2 separate regions of the Mus musculus genome follow, and region 2 is linked to region 1. A link is a contact called in public Hi-C data. All regions are on one chromosome and are shown on one strand. Each heading gives the region's core, a stretch centred on a gene start, on an enhancer-like site or on the middle of the called end of the contact. The rest is flanking DNA. Distances are from core to core; before and after follow the strand shown.

Evidence for each region. A called contact is a pair of places that touch in the nucleus more often than the background predicts.
Region 2: a contact with region 1 is called in a Hi-C map of bone marrow-derived macrophages, with 12 read pairs. The contact joins two enhancer-like sites. A contact is called at or near these places in 1 of 15 datasets of contacts at CTCF or cohesin (pro-B cells), 1 of 484 Hi-C or Micro-C datasets (bone marrow-derived macrophages) and 1 of 9 other capture datasets (embryonic stem cells).

Annotation. Positions count from the first base shown.
Region 1 is chr17:79,106,945-79,113,165 of GRCm38.p6, forward strand. No RefSeq gene overlaps it. Among named protein-coding and RNA genes, the nearest start is that of Qpct, 58 kb to the left of the region's middle. Within about 2 kb of position 4,092, at least 5 of the 459 cell types and tissues checked have an H3K27ac peak or open chromatin away from gene starts, as enhancers often do. A contact at or near this core is called in bone marrow-derived macrophages, where this site is marked.
Region 2 is chr17:79,784,440-79,790,320 of GRCm38.p6, forward strand. No RefSeq gene overlaps it. Among named protein-coding and RNA genes, the nearest start is that of Gm33055, 50 kb to the left of the region's middle. Within about 2 kb of position 2,407, at least 45 of the 459 cell types and tissues checked have an H3K27ac peak or open chromatin away from gene starts, as enhancers often do. A contact at or near this core is called in bone marrow-derived macrophages, where this site is marked.

The DNA of each region.
Region 1 (6,221 bases), core at 2,842-5,341:
GTCATCTCGTGGTACTGGCATCTCCAAAACACTGCTGTCTTCTGCTGTAACTAGGCTTCACCAACAGCCTCTCATAGGCTCTCTTCATGGTGCCAAGCCTCAACTCCTTTGCAGGACCCCTTCAGTTCTGGGCCATCAATTGCAACTGAGGCTGCACCTTCACCAATGGCCTTCCATGGCCTCTCTCGGTGCCGAGTCTCAGCTGCTCTTCATGACCACTTCATGCCTTCAAAACTAGTACCACCTGGGTGACTCTTTCACATTACCAAGTCCAGCCACAGCACAAGGTACAATCTTGGCTATATCTGGAACACAGCCACCGTGCTCTCAGAAAACACTTCCCAGAAGATGTCACCTCAATGATGCTGGTCTCTTCTTAATCACCGCTAATTTCTTAGCTCCATCTAACCAGCATCAATAGTCCCAGTAATACAAAAGTTTCACTTTAGTAGTTCTGGTATCTTGTTAATCACAGCTGATTCTTCAGCCCCAGCTAATTAGAACCACAGAATCTTCACAAAATAACAATGGCCCTGAAAAGAGTCTTTAATTTTCCCTCTGAAATTTCACAAGCCTGGCCTCCATCTTCTGCACTGTTCTCAACATTATCTTCCAAGCTCCTACACAACATCTCACAGAGCTCTTAACACCAAATGGATCTTCTGGCCCAAAGTTCCAAAGTCCTTCCACAGTCCTCCCCCAAACATGGTCAGGTTGTCACAGGAATACCCCACTATGCTGGTACCAATTTCTCTTAGTCAGGGTTTCTATTCCTGCACAAACATCATGACCAAGAAGCAAGTTGGGTGGGGGGCCGGGGAGGGTTTATTGAGCTTACACTTCCATACTGCTGTTCATTACCAAGAAGTCAAGACTGGAACTCAAGCAGGTCAGGAAGCAGGAGCTGATGCAGAGGCCATGGAGGGATGTTCTTTACTGGCTTGCTTGCCCTGGCTTGCTCAGCCTGCTCTCTTATAGAACCAAGACCACCAGCCCAGAGATGGTCCCACCCACAAGGGGCCTTTCCCCCTTGATCACTAATTGAGAAAATGCCTTACAGTTGGATCTCATGGAGGCATTTCCTTAACTGAAGCTCCTTTCTCTGTGATAACTCCAGTTGTGTCAAGTTGACACACAAAACCAGCCAGTATATCATCTTAGGTAGAGCTTGGCCTTGTGGATATGGTGGCTGGAGAGGAAAAGGCCCCAGGAGATCTCATTATGATGCCGAAGCTGGGGTTTGCCTGTGTCTTGGAGAGACTTCTTATTTCATGACTGTGGCCCCTTCCTACAGGAGATGTCCTGCTTCCCCTCTCTGTTCCCTACGGTGGTGGAAACTTGATTGTGCGGACCTTCAGTTTCCACAGAAGTTCAAAGGTTCACCAAGTACCGTTTAGAGTATGTAATTTGACCATTGAATAACAGGGTGGACTTCAAGTTTCTGGTTACCAGACAAGGGAAGTGGTGCTAAATGGAAGCAGAAACCCCAGTGCAGGCTCCGGAACAAGGAACCACATTGGCTTAAGATGGGGCAGGGGCCTCACTGTCCTTGGAAGTGAAGTCTGCGGTGTTTCTTGTTAGTTGTCTGGGCCAATCACAGTGTTTTTCTGGGCCACGATATCCTCAGCTGCAACCTCATTCTCTGCAGGGATTTGTTGAGCCCTAAAAGCCATGTGGCCACTCTGAGTAGTGTTCAAGGGCTTTACCTTTGGCCTTGTGGCTGAATTCAAATCCCGATTCTTCAATATAAAACACATTCAACATTGATCAGGCTATATTTCCTTTCTCTCATGTGGATATTGGGATTTCACTCACAGGGTTTTAATTAGGTGAATTAACACTTTTAAAAACAGCGTGTGAGAATGTCTGGCACTAATTATTCATGAAGGATGCTCACGAGTATGACCTTACACAAGGCTGCTTTCTTTCCTGTTTGTTAATTTTCATGTGATAACAAAGGAATGGGTTTCAATATGAATTTTATAAACACACTGCATTCTTTGTTCTTATTCACACACAACTCTCTCCCCCTTTTCCCCTCAACACTTGTCCCTTCCTCTTTCATGTCTCATGTATTTCTCTGCCCTTTCTTATTTCTCTCGTTCCCCTTCCCTCTTCTAGTCTACTCCCTCTCTCCCTACACACATGTACACACACACACTCTACATGTGAAGAACATGAAATATTTATCATAATTCTGTAACTGACCTATTTCCCTTATCATCCCTAGTTCCATCCATTTTTTCTGAAGATGTCATGGCTTCATTATTTATACCCATTTTCTTTACTATTCATCTATCGATGAACATTGTAATCTGGTCCTATAACTTGGCGATAGTAAATAGTGTTTCGATATACATGGACAGATAAGTGGTTCTGTAGTATTTTAATTTAGTCTCCTTTGGGTACATTTCTAGAAAAGAAAACATAGCTGGGATCATATAGTAATTCTATATTAGGAATTACTGAGGAACCACCTCCTGATGTCTCGAATGGTCAGAGAACTTCACACTTTCCCTCTACACCATGCTTGTCAGCTTTCGGTTGCTATTTTAGTGATAACCATTCTGACAGGGGTGGTCTAGAATCTAATTGTAGTTTTGGTTAGCATTTTGGTTGGGGTTACTTTCAAGGGACGGTATTTTATATAAAGGTGGCATCCACAGTCAGCTGCGAGGCTCTTGTCACGTTTAACAATGAGACTGGTAAAGATCAGAGGAGTGTAGTGACTTGCTGGTGTGTGTAAGAGCCAGGACCTTGAAATACTCCGGGGGAGAAATGAGTCAGACATTCACCGAAGAGACAGAGTTGGATTAATCTACTCTGGTGAGCAGACTTTTTACGCACAGCCAAGGACAGAAGAAAACCCTCCACACAGGTGATACCAATAGGCTGCCACTAGCATCTGAGAACATCCTCTGGGCGGGCTTCCTAGGAGCAATACTGATGCTGCCTTGCGTGTCTGCTCCTGCTGCCCTTACTTTCTAACTTTGTCTGCTAAATTAGGAAGTCAAGATGCAGTTAGCACGGCCATGAGGACCAGACTCCGCTTTTGTTTGGCCCCTCTGAGGCAGCTCCCGAGGCGGAGCTCCAGTAGTCCACCTCGGATCTTTAACACCACCGCTCCTTCGTTTTTTATAGCTACTATTCTTTTTTTTTTTTAAAGTCATTGAAATGATTGCTTCACAAAGTTTTGTTTTGTTGGTTTTTTTTTGTTTTTTTGTTTTTTTGTTTTTGTTTTTTTGTTTTTTTGGTTTTTCGAGACAGGGTTTCTCTGTATACCCCTGGCTGTCCTGGAACTCACTTTGTAGACCAGGCTGGCCTCGAACTCAGAAATCTGCCTGCCTCTGCCTCCCGAGTGCTGGGATTAAAGGCATGCGCCACCACGCCCGGCTGAAAAGTTCTTATTTATTGCTCTTTAATATTTTCTAAAGCAATGCAGTTATTACAGTAAGTTTGAAAAGTATAGAGGTATAGAAATAAGAAAACAGTAATATTTCTCTCCCTCCATTCCCTCTTTTCTTTTCCTTTTGCAGAGATATGCATTGGACTCAGGCCTTGTACATGCCAGACAAGCACTCGGACTCTGAGCTCTTGGCCTTCTTAGATTTCTTCCTATGAATGAATATATATGAATATATACATATGTATATGTATATATATGTGTATATGTGTGTATACATAGAATATATATATAATCTTTTCCTATTCATATAAATTTTACTGTCAATCATTATCCTATCCATACTTTGCACATATAATATCCTTTCTTGAATTATTTTAAAGAACATTGTATGTTAATAAATGATTTGAAAACAGTTTTTAATGGCTCCATGGTAGTCCATTGCAGGAATAAATCAGAGTGTATTTATTTTAATCTCCCTCAGTATTTCTAATATTTTACTTTCATAAATAAACAATACCTGATGAAGTTTTGCATATAAACCTTTGTCCAGATCTCTGTTTCCTTGACAGTAGACTTCACACATAAAAGGGTGACAATTCGCATTCAGGGTTCATCTGGGTTTAGGGCAACTGAACTCCGGGATGACTGCTTTCTGCATGAACCTCAGGCTGCCAGTAGGTGTCGACTTTGCCTCATGTTTCTTCTTGCAGCTCTTTATCCATTTATTTTCAGGATCATCTTTGAAGGGCTGTGGGAGAATGCATTGTTAGTAAGTCAATAGAGTTCAAATATAAAATTTGAAGTCTCTCCCAAGGGTCACAACCCCGAGTGCCCGAGGGCTTGGCTATTTTTCTTTTCTATGTGTTGCTGATTGTATCCAACCCAGCAGCCTATGTGGTGCTGACCTGCTACTGAGAGAAATACAGTCAGTCAGCACAGCCTGCAAGGCTCTCTAGGAATGTGTACACATGCATCATACACACACACACACACACACACACACACACACACTCACACACGCACACACGCACACACGCACAAGGAGAGGGGAAAGACATTCGCTTTTGCCTAATGAGTGTATTCTTGAAGCATCCTATAATTAAAAATTGATAACCTTATAGAGATATCTATTTTAGACAGCCTCCTTTCTAAATAAGGAAACTGAGTCTTGGAGAGGTTAACTTGTTAACATGGTACAAGTATTGAGATGGTTAATCGCTGTTGTTGATGTGTTTAGATTGAGAGTCACCGGGGAGACCGAGGCACACGTCTTAATGTATCTGTAAGGACATTTTCAGGATGGCTTAGTGGAGAGGGAATGATGAACCTGAGTGTGGGTGACATTGTCCCACGGTCTGAAGGCCCAGATGGAATAAGAAGAGGAAAGAAATAGCAAGCCAAGCTACTGCTGGCTTTCCTGGACTGCCAAGGTGTGTCTACTCAGCTTTTACCACGCCTTCGCTGTGCCACGGAGAACCAACACCTCTGGCAACTGGAGTTCAACATGTTTTTTCTCCCTTAAGATGTTTCTTTATGGTGTTTTGTCACAACGATGAGAAATTTGATGAGCGCATGCTATGCTGAAGCAGAATTCAGATCCGGACATTTACCTTTTAAAAAAAGAAAAAATATATTTTTCTATCTGTATGTACACCTGCATACCAGAAGAGAGCATCAGATCATATTATAGATAGCTGTGAGCCCCTGTGTGGTTGCTGGGAATTGAACTCAGGACCTCTGGAAGCCCATACAATGATCTTAACTGCTGAGCCCTATCTCCAGGCGCAAGCACACTTATCTTTGAAGTGTATGACTTTAACAATTTCCCCATCTTTGTTAAAAAAAAATAAATCTACAATACCAAAGCTCTTTATTAACCACCTGGACATGGGTTTCTAAGAATTGTGTTTATAAGATCTTCCTGGGATATTCACGTGGGCATACCAACTGTAGACACCCATTTCATTTGCACTGGGACTGACTGGACAAATTAGAAGCCTTGGCTAAAGAGAATAGGTTGACCCATGTGAGCTGAGTGTTCAAGTCACTTGTCTTATGACAGCAACAAAGGTCTTCAAACCCTGGGACTGGCCTTACAGAGACCAGAAAATGTGTTTCGAAATTTTGACCTTTGTTGCTAGGCAACCACTCTCCCCCCCCCTTTTTTTTTGCCAGAACAAAAATATTATTAGCTGATACCTGGTTCATTCTTTAGCCTAGCAGCAGGGTGTTCAGGCCTGGTTCTGTGCTTTAGGCTTAGGCAGACCTGAAATTGACTTGTAGTTGTGCTGCTTACAGACGGTCTCTGAGACTGACCAGGTTCTTTAAGCTCTGTGCCTCAGTTTCTTCCTCAGAAGGCTGGGTATAACTATACCTGCCTCACAGAATGGAGGTGACTGCAAGATATTGACAGTATAAGTGTTACATCCTGTGCCGAAATTGCTGTCTAGGAGCTAACAGAAAGGAATAATATTCAATAAATAACAGGGAGACAATGTTATTATAAACCTAGATGTCTTTTAAATTATTCATAAGTAGCCTATTCACATGCATAGCAGAAATCCACTCATTGTAGTTGTTCATTTCATGATTTCTTAGTATATCTGTTCATTTGTGCAACCTGTGTGGTCTGCCCTTTCATTGCTAGTCTCCCATTCCTGCCTTTAGCATGGGAGTGTTTACTCTGTACTGTTGTAGGTTTGGAGCATGTAACTTTCTTCTTGATTTTACAGGGACTCAGAGCTAAGGCATTGCCTTGTGTCTCAGAAGACACTTTGGGCTTTTTGTACAATGCTGGGACTGTTAACCCTTTTAA
Region 2 (5,881 bases), core at 1,157-3,656, 680 kb after region 1:
TGGTTGGTGGGTTAAGTGTGTAAGTTGAAGGTCAGATGTGGTCCTTAGTGATCAGTTCTGGACATCATCTGTGGCCAGTGTCTAATCTCTATGAGTTTAATATTAAACAGCAAATAGAATTGAGAGCCCTGACCTTGTTGTCCAGTGACGTGAATGCATGGTTAGCAGCCGGCAGCGAGATTTATAGGATATTAATTGGAATACATTGCGAGCTCTGTGGAGAGTAAAGAACAAAGAAAACTTGGAAGGAGAGGCAGGAAATGATAAAATGGTACTTAATTTGGACATGTACGCCCCCAGTGAATCTGAAGAAAAATCAACAAAGTGTAAGTAGTAATGGGAGAAGTGAGAGATGAGCTGTAATTGTTCTGAAAATTACAAAGCCATGAAATTGGGTAGGAGCTTGCAGTGTTGCTTTGGGGTATAGTTACGGCCTTGTATATCTATAAATGGGAGTTTATCCCTGAAGAAGAAGAAAATAGAATTGTATATAAAATAAGTACAGATAGGAAGCATCAAGATCGAAATCGTTCCTCTGTTCATTTCTTCATGCCACTCCTCCCATCATAAAGGGTCTCTAGTATCATCTGCCATCAGCAGTCCCATGATTTCAGGGTCTTCTGTGTTCCCACTATGAGCCGAACATTCCTCAAGAAAATCAAGAATGCTGAGAAGAAGGACCAGGCCGAGAGTCAGCCATGGATAAGATCTTTGCCAACTCTGAAGTATCAATTACATCTTAACTTGTTTGACTCTCAGGATTAGCTGACATACATTAGCTCAACACACAGAAAAAAATCTCTTTCAACGTTATTGAAAGAATGACAGATAACATGAAGTTGTGGGTGCAAGAGAAATAGAGAATAAGTGTCCTCAGTTTGCACAGTGGAAATGATCTGCAGGAGAGCACTCTCAGGCACCACCAGTGCAAACCCTGCATGCTGAGGATTTCTTAAGTGAACTAGAATATTTCATCTTTAAGTAATCCATTGTCCAGTTGCAAAGTGAAGCCTTCTTCCTATCTCTCTACACTTAACAGTGTGGTGCTTTTTAAACATGCCTTGCCAATTCCATGTTAAATGAAACTTTACATGGTAATTTTAGTTACATGTTTTGCCAGGTAAAACAGAAAGCCACTGGGAAAATAGCTTTGGTTTTAATACCAAGTGCCCATGTTGCATTCTAGGCAATGGAAATGACAACTGTACCCATCAGAGATCCAAATGAGGGGTGTGGGGGTGCAGAACTAACTGTGTGGAAGGCCTGGGTCGTGGTGGGGATTTCACCTCCATTGTCTTTGTCACCCATAAGTCCTTTGTCCCCAAAGCTATTCCTGTTGTTCAAGTCTCCACATTAAGGTTCAATGTGGTGTTCACTTTGTAATGTAATGTTCATTGTGATGTAATGCTCATTGTAATGTTAGTGTGGATGAATCGGGGACCCCCTCCCCCCACCCCACCCCCAACTGAAGCATCCCTGTGTTGGATGTGACGTGCCTTCCTGCATCTCACATCACTTTCAGTTGAACACAGCACCACATCTGGGTCAGAATATTCCCAGAGATAGGAAAACACAGTGTCTACAGTTTGGTTTGTCCATCTGTGCCTATGTTGCCCATCTTCTTGGTATAACACTCAAAGAATAAGTGCTCAGCTCAACGTCTAGATGGTTCCTCACTGTTTATTCTATTCAAGGTTTAGAACCTTGGGTTATATATTAGAGTATTTGATCCACTTTTGGGTGATTTTTCTATGAGATAGAGGTTTGCTTCTGGGTTTATTGTACACGTGGATGACCAGCTTTTCACAAGACCATGCGTTGAAGAGGTTTATTGTTTCTCTACTGTATATTCTTGGATAATAGCATTAAAACTTCTCAAAAATGAAGAAACGATCTTATCTCAAACAATCTCACTTCCTTGTACAGTTCCAAGGAAGTTGAAATCAAAATCTCAAGGGTGTTTCTGCCTTCTCATGTTCATTTCTGAACAATTTGTCATAGCTGAGATGTCGAAATACCCTACATGTCTCCCCATAAAATAATAATAAAATAAAGAATAAAAGAATGGAATGTGTGTGTGCACAACACAGTAGTAATCAGCCTTGAAAACCTTGCAATGTGTAACAACTTGGATGAGTGCTGCAGATGCGATGTTCGGTGAACTGAGTCAGATGAAGAAGACAAACGCTTCATGCTCTCACTTCCACAAAGAATCTTAGAACACCACACTCACAGAAACAAAACTCGTCACCTTGTCCTGGAAGCCTGACTGGGGTAACTGAGAAATAAAGAAAGACAGACACACAAACACATGAACAGAAAAGCTGGGATCAAATAGGCTGTGCTCACTCTGACGGAGCCATGGCTGCCAGGAAATTCCGTGTGTTGTATTGTGTCAGCACATGCGGGAGAGTCAGCTAGTCTGTGTAGGGAAGCAGTCTCCCATGGCAGTTATCCAGAAGGAGGAAGCTGCACTTGCTAAGTTTTGCTCACACTGATAGGTCCTTCGGGTCCTGTCAGACTGCAGAAAGGGTTTCCATCTGTCTGAGTCTGCCTGGGGTAGGCTTTGCTGCACCAGTGGACCCGAGTCACTGAGGTCTTTGACATGCCTATGTCCATGTTAATAATACATTTTTGCTCAGGATTTAACCGGCTCCCTGCAAGCTGGAAGAGGGGAAATAAAGGTGGGAGAAGCTGGGGTACAAAGCCCAAGCTGTGCATGGTCAGTAAGTTCTGGAGACCTACGTACACTGGGAGAGAATAAGGATGGATGAGATCAAGGGTAAGACACTAAAATTGAGTTGTGGAAAAGAAATTGAGGAGTTAGGGGAGAGGAAAGTTTAAAACTCATAAATGAGAACTCCTCTAAGCTGGGAAGAGCAAGCAAACACAAAACCCTTGGAGCCCGAGGAGAGGACATGAAGCATTTCCTGTGTGGTAACAATCTTGGTTGAGTTGAAAGAAGAGCGTTGAACTTCACATGAAAACAATGTTCAAGGAGATGGTGGGTGGGGGGTATGCTGTGGTGTCAAATACATCCCAGTGCTCAGGGGACTCACCCTGGAGGAAAAGAGACAGGGAGAAAGGAGTGGGGTTAGAGGTAAGGAAATGCATGCAAAGAGAGTCTAGATGAAATGCTAAAAGAAAGCAATATTCAAAGAAAGATCAACGCACAGAGATGCAAAAAAGAATATTTTAGCAGTTTCCTTTTCTATGGTCTATTTCAGAATTCACCCAAAGCCAGCTGCTGATCTGTCTGTTTAGATTTCTCTCCATTCTGCTCCCTGCTTTCTAACCAATAGACTGTGTTTGAAGAGTCTAAGGAAGGAGAAGTGAAATTCAAATAACCCGATTTTCCTGACTGTTGGCCTTTTTGTTAAGGGTTCTAAGCTAGAAGACGTGGGCTTTTTATTTGGTTGATCCTCCTTTGAGCTGTTGGCTCCCCTCATTCCCCCAGCTTACCACATCAAGTCTTGTTTAGGTACAAAAGAGAAAGACTCAACAAACACTGGAAGACGTTGACTCTACTCTGTTCCTTCTAAACATCCACGTCATCAGAATCCTAGCAACTTCTCAGCACAAATGCATACCTCAGTCCTACGGATACAGTCCTTGGTGTGTGTCCACTGGGAACTGAATCCAACTGGATTTTAAGTTTGTATCAGCAAAGAATTTTGAGGCATCTGTATTATATAATGCCAACAATAATGTAAATAAGAGGACTTCTTGTTTATGAAGATTTATTTAACTATATGTATGTGTGTATGTATGTGTGAAGAAGTGTGCATATGAGTGCAGGTGTCTGAGGAGACCAGAAAAGGCACTGGACCCCCTGAAGCTAGCGTTACGGGCACTTGTAGTCATGCAGATGCTGATGTTACAAGAACATTAAGTGCTCTTAACTGCTGAGCCATCTGTCCAGCCACAGCAAATAAAAGGAATTCTAAACTGCTCAGAAAGATAAGCTGTTTTCAAACTTTTAGAAGTTAATATCCACATGTGAAAAAAAAAGCCCCCAATGAAGACAAGTGGTATTTCTCTGTTCATTAAAACAAGCTCAGTGTGGGAGTGCTGTAAACATCTTCCCAGCTCTAACCTAACCCTAACCCTAACAAGTTTGTATTATTTTAATATTTCAAGTCATTCCCTAAACGGCCCTGCTTTTCCAGCACAAAAATATGTCAGGTTTTTACTATGACTTACAAAACTACAGAAAGGCAGAAAAGGATATGTGCATCTAATGTTTATATATATATATATATATGCTGATGATTTAAAGATCTCTGAGGATAGTGAAGATTATTAATGTACTTTGGAAAAAGAGCTCTTGTTAAGCCCAGCTTAGTGTCAGAGTCTCCTCTCTTGCAACCCCTGCCACCACAGACCAAAGTCCCTTCCCTATCACTATGATCCACAATCTGGGGACAGATTCAACATCCATCTGGAGAGGCAGCAGCCTTATGTGGCGCCCAAGGCGTTTATAGGACTATCCCAAGCTATCTAGAAGAAATATGTCTTGTCTGCACCTTAGTGATAAGCATTTTTAAGAGTTATCAACAGAAGAGAAATTTTCTTCTTTTGCCTTTGAAAACTGAAAGAGCCAAGAAGTAGCAGAGAGAACAAAGAAGCTCTGTGGTTCGGCTCCATGCTGTCACAGGCTTTCACCTGAAAATCTACATTGCACCGAGCTCCCACCTGACTCTCAAAAGTGGGCCATTTAACCCGAATTCAACTCAAGAACTTGTCTGAGTTTCATTTTCAGACACAGTGAGGGCAAGATCTCTGTGAAGCTAAAACTGAGAGCGTTTGCCCTGTGCACTGTCTACTACTGAACGCAATGCCGTTCACACTCCTCGGTTGTTGCATTGCCTCCTCTGCTCTTCCTCTTCGTTTGTCTTGGAATAATCACATCATAATCCTATTGTCAATATCTGAGGGGTTTAGGTTAGGGTATGACAAAAAAGAAAAAAAAAAATCAAATTTAGTCATTCGCACGCCAAACCCACAGAGTGACATTCTTCTTGACTGGACTCAGTTAGGATCTGATGCAGAAGAATTAAAAACTGTGGTGAAGAAAATTTCAGAAATTAACATAAAAGGTAGACTGGCAACCCTCAACCTACCTGGGCTTCATTCAACCAAAGGAGCATGCTCAGAAAGCCCAGTCTCAGAAGAGCTAGGCATAGGGGTGGCTATGGTAAGGACCCATAAAAGGTCACTGTGGATCAGGCTTTGTCCCTTTCTTGTCTTCTAGGAACCAGGCTGCGGATGAAAGGTGGCACACTTCTGTGTCTCCCTTAATAAAACATCCTCTTCCCTGTAACTACCCATGTGTCACGGCACAATTTGTAGTGAAGAGGCACAAGAAACAAGAACCTCAGAGCTCCAGCTGTGGCCCTCTCAGCCTACATCGATATATGTTAAAGATCTGGGCTAAACATCTGGAAAGACAAACTGAAGTCAGCTAAGCAATTGACTCAACTTCTCGATTAACCATGCATATTTCTCTCTCTCTCTCTCTCTCTCTCTCTCTCTCTCTCTCTCTCTCTCTCTCTCTCTCTCCCCACACACACACACACTGTTCTTGTCTGACAAATCCTCACTTAGACTTTCCTGGCCCCAACATAAATTTGATCCACTTCTTGATCTCCTTCTTCCATGAGCTTAAAGAAAAGACAGTAATTGTGTCTAATTCTCCTTTTTCAGATTCAAAATTACTTGATTTCTAGGTGAAATCAACATTGGCCACCTCTGGTACTTTTGATGGATGTTAATCTTTATTTTGACCACAGAATCAGCACAGCAGGCCATCGTATATATAAGTGCACCCGCAAATCAGGCTGTTAAACAGATGGTGCCTGAAGCTGTAGATATACTATCT